Linked DNA regions of Rattus norvegicus: region 1 is linked to region 2. Evidence: chromatin contacts called from public Hi-C data. All regions are on one chromosome and are shown on one strand. The core of a region is the stretch at or near the end of the contact, and the rest is flanking DNA. Distances in the headings are between cores, read along the strand shown. Region 1 overlaps Slc6a6 (solute carrier family 6 member 6). Region 2 holds the start of Slc6a6 (solute carrier family 6 member 6).

Region 1 (3,979 bases), core at 1,050-3,549, 51 kb after region 2:
GACTGCGCCTAAGATTACCTAATAAGGATCCTGCAGTTTGACTGCCCTGCTCCCCTCTGTTCTTTTCCTGACAAATCGGGATCCCAAGCTTGCATACATGCAGTGCCTGGGGCAGAGACTGTCAGTGAGGAGTAGGGATAAGGACAGGTCATGCTCTGTGGTCCAGGCTGGCCTGGAATTCACTATGTAGCCCAGGCATGCCTCAGATTTAAGGCAATTCTGCCTGCCATAACCTTCCCAGTGAAAATGAGCATTTTGTATTTCATTCTGTCATGGTGTCAGAAACAGAACCCAGGGTTTTGCCCATGCTGGCTTAGCTGTCAAGTACCCCCTAACCCCCAGCCCCTGACCTCTTGTCCTCTTTCTCTAAAGGCGCAACGTGCTCAGCCTGTCCTCCGGAATCGACCACCCAGGCAGTCTGAAATGGGACCTCGCGCTCTGCCTCCTCTTAGTCTGGCTCGTCTGTTTTTTCTGCATCTGGAAGGGTGTTCGGTCCACAGGCAAGGTGAGTGGACTCCTGTCCCTGCCTCAGGGACAGCCACACTGTGGCCAGCCTTCTCTTGAAGGCTGAAGTACCTTTCAGCGAGTGCTACCCTAGAAGGAGGCTCCACATTGGCACACAGGAGTGCTCTGACAAGATAACACACACACAGCCCTGTGTGGCATTGTCTCTCACTGAGTAAGAACCCTGGGTGTCCACCACCCACTGGTCAGGAGCTTAGTGACCTTATGACTGGAGGACAGCCAGGTGGCCCCACTGAGCTTCTGTCACCAGCCACTGCCCTGTTCCCTGATGTGCACTGTGGGTGTGGTAAGCAAGGCTCACTGAGCCAGAGGCCAGCAGCAGCCCTACTACTGGCTACAATTATCAGCCTGCAGTGTGGACCCTAACTTTGCAAAGTGATCTGGCAGCCCCCGGAGTTTAGAGGAGATGCTGAAGTAGCGCCACCTAGCTGCCTTGTGTTACTGTCTCTGTACTCAGGTGCAGAGCCCCCTGCTGTACTGAATCTCAGTCTGAAGGGAAGCCAGCCAGGCCCTGACCACTCCCTGCTAGCATCACTCCATAGGACAAACAGAGAGAGTCAACATGATGTTGCCTGTTCTCTTAGGGACCCTGCCCACTGTGCTTCTTACTTCTGCACAGTCTTGGGAGTGTGCGTGTTATTCTCCTCTAAACACTGAGGGAGCTGAGGCTCATAAGAGGTCAGGCAGCTTGTCCGAGAGCAGCCCCTCCCTCCCTTGGCTGTTGAACAGTGAACTTGAGGGTTGAGAAGAGGCATATCACGACTCAGGTCTACAGACCAATGGATCTGCCCTACGTGCTTGAGGAAGTAGCAATTGCCTTCTGCCCTCTGCCTCATTTTCCTACAAAGAAGCTAGTCTGTCTGGGAGTACCTGGGGGAATCTGGTGCTAAGCATGCTGGACAGTCAGTCCTTTGAGCCTCTTGTGTGTGGGTCCCATTATAGAAGCGGAGTGAAGGGATCCACAATGTCCAATGTGTGTGCTGGCTGGAAAGAGCTAGGCTGCAGGAAGATAAGCAATGGGACATGTGTGACATTTATAAGGTGGCCGGGCAAAGGTGACTATGGTGACGAGACAATAGGAGAGGGGAGTAGAGAGCATCCAAAGGGGGTGCAGGCAGAGCTAATGGTCAGTGTAAAGGTTCTGGTGTGCATCTGGCCAGGCTGTAGGGAGCCCTCCTGTTAGACCAATGTTGGGGTTCAAATCTTGGCCCGTGCCCAGACAAAGCACACCAAACCAACATAGTTCCACATGGAAAGGTTTAATGAAATAAGAAGAATAGAGGGTGGAGGAACAAAGGCCAGTCGTGGGCACATGAGGGAAAGGGGGTGGGGTGGAAGAGAAGGGACAGGGAAGAGGGCACAAGAAGAGGAAGAGCAAGAGAGAGAGGGAGAGGAGGGGGCAAGCAGTCTCCTTTATAGTCAGGCACAGCTGGCTGTTGCCAGGCAACTGTGGGGCAGAGCATACCTGGCTGTTGCTAGGCAACTGTGGGGCAGAATATACCTGGCTATTGCCAGGTAGCTGTGGGGGTGGAGCTTAGACAGAATACCAGCACCTCCAGTCTTATGGAGGTTGACGTCCACAAGGCACAGTCAGCAATATTTGAGACGCAGCATACTACAAAGGGGTCAGAGCCAAGACCAAATAAGTGGCAGCTATGGCTACCATGAAAACATGACTGACCAGAGGCACCCGGACCTACCCTGAGCTATACCCTGCTTGTGGTGCACGCGTGGTTCCTAGAACAATAGCAGCTCTGATGGGTCAGAGAAGCCAAGACAAACAGCTCTGTGGACTTCCTCCAGCTCAGTGCTGAGAAGCCCTCAGAGGCCGTCCGCCTGCCTGCCTACCCCATCCAGGGGCCCACCCGCTGGCTGGCTTCAGCTTCCAGTCCTGGCTGCAAACCAGACTCCCAGCCCTGGGGGCTGAGCCTTCACCTTGGCCAAGTTTCTTTCTGTGGCTAACTTAGTTCAGGAGACGGGAGGGTGATGGATGGAGGGCCCGAGTTCAGGTGCTTGGCTTTTCTTTCCCGGCCTGCCCAACTCTCCGAGCGTCTGAAACAGGTCCCAGAATGAATGTCATTTTCACTTATTTAACAAGCCAGGTAGCTTGGACATTCACATGGCACCCCCATGAGGGTGGCAGCTCATTTAATCCTCCTGAGTTTCTCTGATCCTGTACAATTGAAACTGCGGTTCAGCAAACTTAACTAACTTTCCCAACCCTACACAGCTTGTTGGTGGCCAAACTGGGGTTTGAACTCAGGCAATTCTCTTTTCCCACCTCTCAGTCACATCCTTGTGCTGGCTAGCAGGTGCAGGGAGGCAGAAGCCTGGTATGTTCCTGCTCTCCTCTCACAAGGAGACAGACTGCCAGTGGAAGTCTGGAGGGCCTGGACGTGTATGTGGCTGGGTCTGTGGTCACACCCCAGGACAACCTGTTATGTCAGAAACAAAGCAGAATGGGGCAGACAGGGCTAGTTAGTTGTGAGTTTGAACTCAGCTCTGCCCGTTATAAATGGAATGACTTTACCTGCCCAGCCTCAGTTTCCCCTCGTGTAATGTGAGTGATTGAAAGATCTTGCTGGCCAGGCCATCTGCTCTCAAGTAAAGCTGAGTAGCAAGAGACTAGAAGTTAGCTCTCCCTTGCAATCCACCAACCTACAGAGGGCCAGGGATGAGGTGCCCGCTAAGCCTCCATTTTCCACAAGGCCTCTGGCCCTGTTATGAAAGATCAGCAACAGGAGTGGAAAAATACCACGTCCCACAGCAAGGCCTACTGGGCCACTGTCAGGGGCCCAAGGTGGCGCCTGGCACCAGCCTCTCCCTAGAGGATCCCTAGGAACAGTCACGGAAAAGTTGAGAGAATGGCTCTCGGGCTCATCCAAGGAGTAGCAGAGGCTACAAAACAAGGTTAGCCTTTTCTAAAGAGATGGCTGGAACAGCGTGAGAGGAGGTGGCAGCAACAGTAACACTCCCAAAGATAGGGGAGCCCCAAAAGTACTTGGCCTAAATGAGATGCCACTTCTGACACCTCCTTCTAACTGGGGACTCCAGGCAGGTGACATGGCCCGTGTGGCCTGTAATGGCTTCTCCAGGTATGGCCTGTATTAAGTAAGTTCATAGCACCATGCTGAGCACATAGTAAGTAAGTAGGCAAGCCAGAAAGCCCTCCCCACCCCAGTGAGCCCACCAGCGTTTCTGGCTACAATCCACTGACTTTGAAGTGTCCTAGCCCTCTGGGGAACCCTGTGGCACTCTTGTCTGTGGCTATTGTTTACCAACTTGGGTGTGGTTTTGTGTAGGGCCTCAGAGAGGGGACCTGGCCAGGGGTGCCTGCCTACCCACAGGAAGGGAGGGGACAGGAGGATTTTCTTTCTTTTATACTTTTAGTAGCTTCCTGATTGGCCCTTGTCCCAGGTGTCCGTCAGTCCATCAAGGGAAAAGAAGCAAGGGT
Region 2 (3,950 bases), core at 1,266-3,765:
TTTTTTTTTAAAGAGACAGTGTCCTTATGTTGTCAGGCCATCTCCAGACTCCTAGGTTCTAAGGAGTTCTGCCTAAGCAGCTGAGCAGTGGAGGGTACATGGATTCATATATGCAAAGTCACCTCTATTTTGATTCCTGGCAATGAACCCAAATCACGGTGGATGGAGCCCAGCACAGGCAAAGCAGCGGAGTATCTGGGGCTGGATTCAGCGCAGGCTGCCCTGCTTGAGACTTGTGACTGCTCTGACAGTCCATGGCCTCTCACATACTGAGTTCATACGCCTGACTGATCCTGTGCACCGAAAGCCTGGGGCTGGGTTCTCCCAAAGCCCCCTCCCTGGAAACAAACAGATGGTCTAGGTTTAGATTCCAGCTCTGTGACTCACTGGCCAAGCATCCCCCAGGCTAGTTATTTTCTCAGTGGCTCAGTTTTCCTTTCTGTGAAGTGGGAGAAATAGCAGTGCTGAGCTCACAAGGATGATCTGGGGAGGGGCAGGTTGAACTTGTTTACACGAAGTGAATTCTACCAGCCAGGAAAGTGCTAAAGAGAGGAAACTAAATAAATAAATATAGTAGGTGCGGTGACCCAAATGTCACTCAGCTGTGACCCCAGTTACCCAAGGGCTCTGCAGTAGGAGGGTGACTTGAAGTCCAACAATTTGGGGCCAGGCCAGGCAATGTAGTGGCATTCCTATCTCAAAACATAATAAATAAATACATAAATAAAGTGTAGTTGAGCACCTTCTGTGCACCAGGCCTGCGAAGCCTTGTGTACTTGGAGTTCAAGGACCAGATCTCCCAGCTCACAGAGCTGACTTTACAGAAAAGGAAGGCTGATGAATGCCTGAGCCACATCCTTCCATTCCTCACAGTCATCACTTGGGAGATACTGTGCCTATCATTCTTAGACTCTGGCCTTCCCAGGCTTTCCGAATCGTATCCCTGGACCTGCCGAGCCTCTGTGGCCTCCCCTGCCCTGGCTCTCGGTATAGTCTTGTGACACCATGCCTGCAGGCCCTTGCAGCCTTGCAGCCCTTGCTTCCTCTGCTCCCCACCTCCACCCCTCTGCCTGCCCAAAGGTTCTGGGCTTCCTAAAGTCTGCTCTGGGTTCAAACCAGTTACTTCTCTACTCTCCGATCTACCCCTTGGTCTCAGCCCTTTGTGCTGTGGGTAGTGACATGTGAGTCTGGATTTTTTTTTTTTTTTTTTTAAGACGGGTTTTCTCTGTATAGCCCTGTTGGAAGTCACTCTGTAAACCAGGCTGGCCTTGAACTCAGAGATCTGCCTGCCTCTGCCTCCCAGTGCTGGGATTAAAGGCACGAGTCACACTACCTCTTTATTTTGCTTCTTGGTGTCTTGTGCCAGCCTAGGACAATGGGTTCAGGCTGGCCAGGTCTGAGGCTTTTATTCTCAGTTGAAGAGGCAAGATAGACATGCTACTTGTGTGCAGAGAGAGAGTGGAGAGGAAAGAAAAGGAAGTGGGCAGAGAGGGGAAGGCCTTACTGAAGGTCACACAGCGCCACCTCAGGCTCAGCCAGGCTGTGGTGTGTACAATCAGAAGGAGGACATGCTCATTCAAATAAGGACAAGAATAATGGCACACTCCCCATCTCCATTTAAAAATAGTCACATTTGCTGACACTCGTTTGGCACTTCTTAGGTGCCTGGTGTCCTGTTCAGACTCTTTACACTGTTAACCTTGGACCCTCCCAGCAGCCAGAAGTGATGAGTTCCACTATTTTTATTTCCGTTTTACAGATGAGGAAACCAAGACACAGAAGGTCTGGGGAACTTGCCTGATGTCACACAGCCACGACAAAGTCAGGGGAGCTTCAAAAAGACAGCCTCATGTGGGCCGGGAGGGACTTGGCCCCCATTATCATTTCCACAGCAGCTCAGCCAGGCTCGCAGAGTTTCACACTGGCCAGGGAGGACTCCGAGTTGGGGAGGGAGGGGGGAGGAGGGGCAGATTCTGGCATAGACCTAGCTGCTACGGGAGCCCCAGGGCTCGTCCTTAGACCTAGGTGGATGTGTTAGAGAGCGCTGTGGTGTGCTAATGGCTATCAAGGAAGGTGACGAGCCAAGGGTCTGGGTCTCTAATGCCTCATCGCCTGCATGAGAGGCCTGAGCAGGGCCATTTGCTACCAGCGTTTTGATGGAGCATGAGGATGGGTGCGCGCGCTCGACGAGGCGAGCCCGGGTTCTTTGTGTGTCCGAGCTCCTGCGCGCGTGCGTGCATGCGTGTGTGTGTGTGTGTGTGTGTGTGTGTGTGTGTGTGTGTGTGTGTCCTGTGTGTGGGCGTGGCTGACCGCCCAGACCCCGCCCTAGGCCCCGCCCAGGCCCGGCCAAGCTGGTATTTTTCCACCCAGCAGGATGGGTGATGCGGAGAGCTGCCTGTTCAGACAACAGACACGCGAGGTCAGGGAGAAGCCGCTTATAAATTACCGCTTCCTCCGCGCCGCCGCCAGCGTCGTACTCCGGGACCTGGCTGCTGCTGAACTCCCGTGCCAAGCCGCCAACGCCGCGATCGCCGCCAATCCCGCCAGCCTCGGGCCGGGCCATCCGCTGTGGGCTTAGCCACCCAGGTACCCAGGGCGTGCGGGCCGCGACTGCAGCCCCCTCCCCGGGCCGCGCTTCGCCACCTCACCGCGTCCCTGCGGGTCTGGCCTCCCCGCGCTCTTTCATCCCCTTCACCCCTAAGGGAGGGAACGAGGGTCTCCTGCTCCGCTCTGCTGGAGAGGGAGTTATTGTTTCCCTGGCGAAGGGGCTGGGGCTACTGGTGCAGCGGCAGGTGTGTGTGTGTGTGTGTGTGTGTGTGTGTGTGTGTGTGTGTGTGTGTGTGTGTGTCCCGCGGAGAGTGTCTCCTTTTCCCTGGATATCTCTGTTTCTGAGGGTGGCTGTTTCTCCACCCTAGGCAGCCGTGTACATGTGCGCCCCGGGGTGTGTGATATTTTCAATGCCCTGGGCTGCCTTACCTGAGTGTAGTGTGGCCGTGTGGCTCTGTCTCCTGATACACACACACACACACACACACACACACACACACACACACACCTTGCCTATGCGAACCTGTACGTGCGTCTGTGTCTCCGGAACGCTAGCTGTGTGCACGTGTGTGTCCCTGATTGTGGCTGTATCCCCTGGGTCCCTGGTTGTGGGCAAGTCTAGTGTCTTTCGGCTGTACCCAAGAGGACATTCCTTGTGCCCAGTGGGCCCAATTGGCATCTTTGGTTCTCCGTAGTATTTAGGAGAGGTAAAAGGGAGGTATGGCTCCAGGTGCTGTCTGGGTGTGGCGCGCAGGTGATAGTGACAGCTGCCCCTAGGTTTGAGTAGCAGACTGAGGCCCGGAGCGACAGCCAGGGGTAATGGGCAGTGGGAAGCAAGCACCAGCTGGACACATCTTCCTCTAGGCTGCTCCCCTTCCCTTTATAGGTTCCTCTTTTGGGTGGGAGATTCTGGTCCGCTCCCACTGGGGAAGCCACACAAGGAACCAGTCTCAGGAACAGGTCCTACAGTCCCAAAGCCTCAGCCTAGACTATCCTGGGTGCAAGGGAGGCGTGTGCTCAGCAGGGCCACCGACCTGGCTATTTTGGTCACTGCTTGGCCTCTGCCAGATCCCTGCCTTCTCCAGGACCAGCCCCAAAGGCTTGGGAGACAGCCGGGGGCCCCCATTTCCTGCCTGGAGAAATAAATCATCTCAAAGACTGCCCAGGCGCTTGACCCGGAGGGTCTTCCGACTGCGGTTTAGTAGCACGTGGCTCCATTTGGATGTCAGTAAATTGGCCTCCGATTTGGCACAGCTAGCTTTCAAATAAATGTCATAGAGATCTTTTTTAAATTAAAAGAAAAAAAATTTTTTGTTTTTTTGTTGCTGGTAGGGAGGGGATCTCACCCAGAGTCTCTAAGCCAGAAGGAGTTTATTTTTATGAGAGAGCTGGTGAGTGCTTAG

What was found. A called contact is a pair of places that touch in the nucleus more often than the background predicts.
Region 1: a contact with region 2 is called in a Hi-C map of Schwann cells, with 4 times the contacts expected there. The contact joins the enhancer-like site here to the promoter of Slc6a6 in region 2. A contact is called at or near these places in 7 of 12 Hi-C or Micro-C datasets (the Rat2 cell line, Schwann cells, kidney and 3 more).

Annotation. Positions count from the first base shown.
Region 1 is chr4:125,801,237-125,805,215 of GRCr8, forward strand. It overlaps Slc6a6 (solute carrier family 6 member 6), which reads left to right. Exons shown (of 15, transcript NM_017206.2): 6 at 373-505. Among named protein-coding and RNA genes, the nearest start is that of Slc6a6, 51 kb to the left of the region's middle. Within about 2 kb of position 2,300, at least 35 of the 93 cell types and tissues checked have an H3K27ac peak or open chromatin away from gene starts, as enhancers often do. A contact at or near this core is called in Schwann cells, where this site is marked.
Region 2 is chr4:125,749,987-125,753,936 of GRCr8, forward strand. Slc6a6 (solute carrier family 6 member 6) reads left to right here and starts at 2,516. Exons shown (of 15, transcript NM_017206.2): 1 at 2,516-2,586. It overlaps LOC102548902 (a long non-coding RNA gene), which reads right to left. Exons shown (of 8, transcript XR_010066220.1): 3 at 123-338.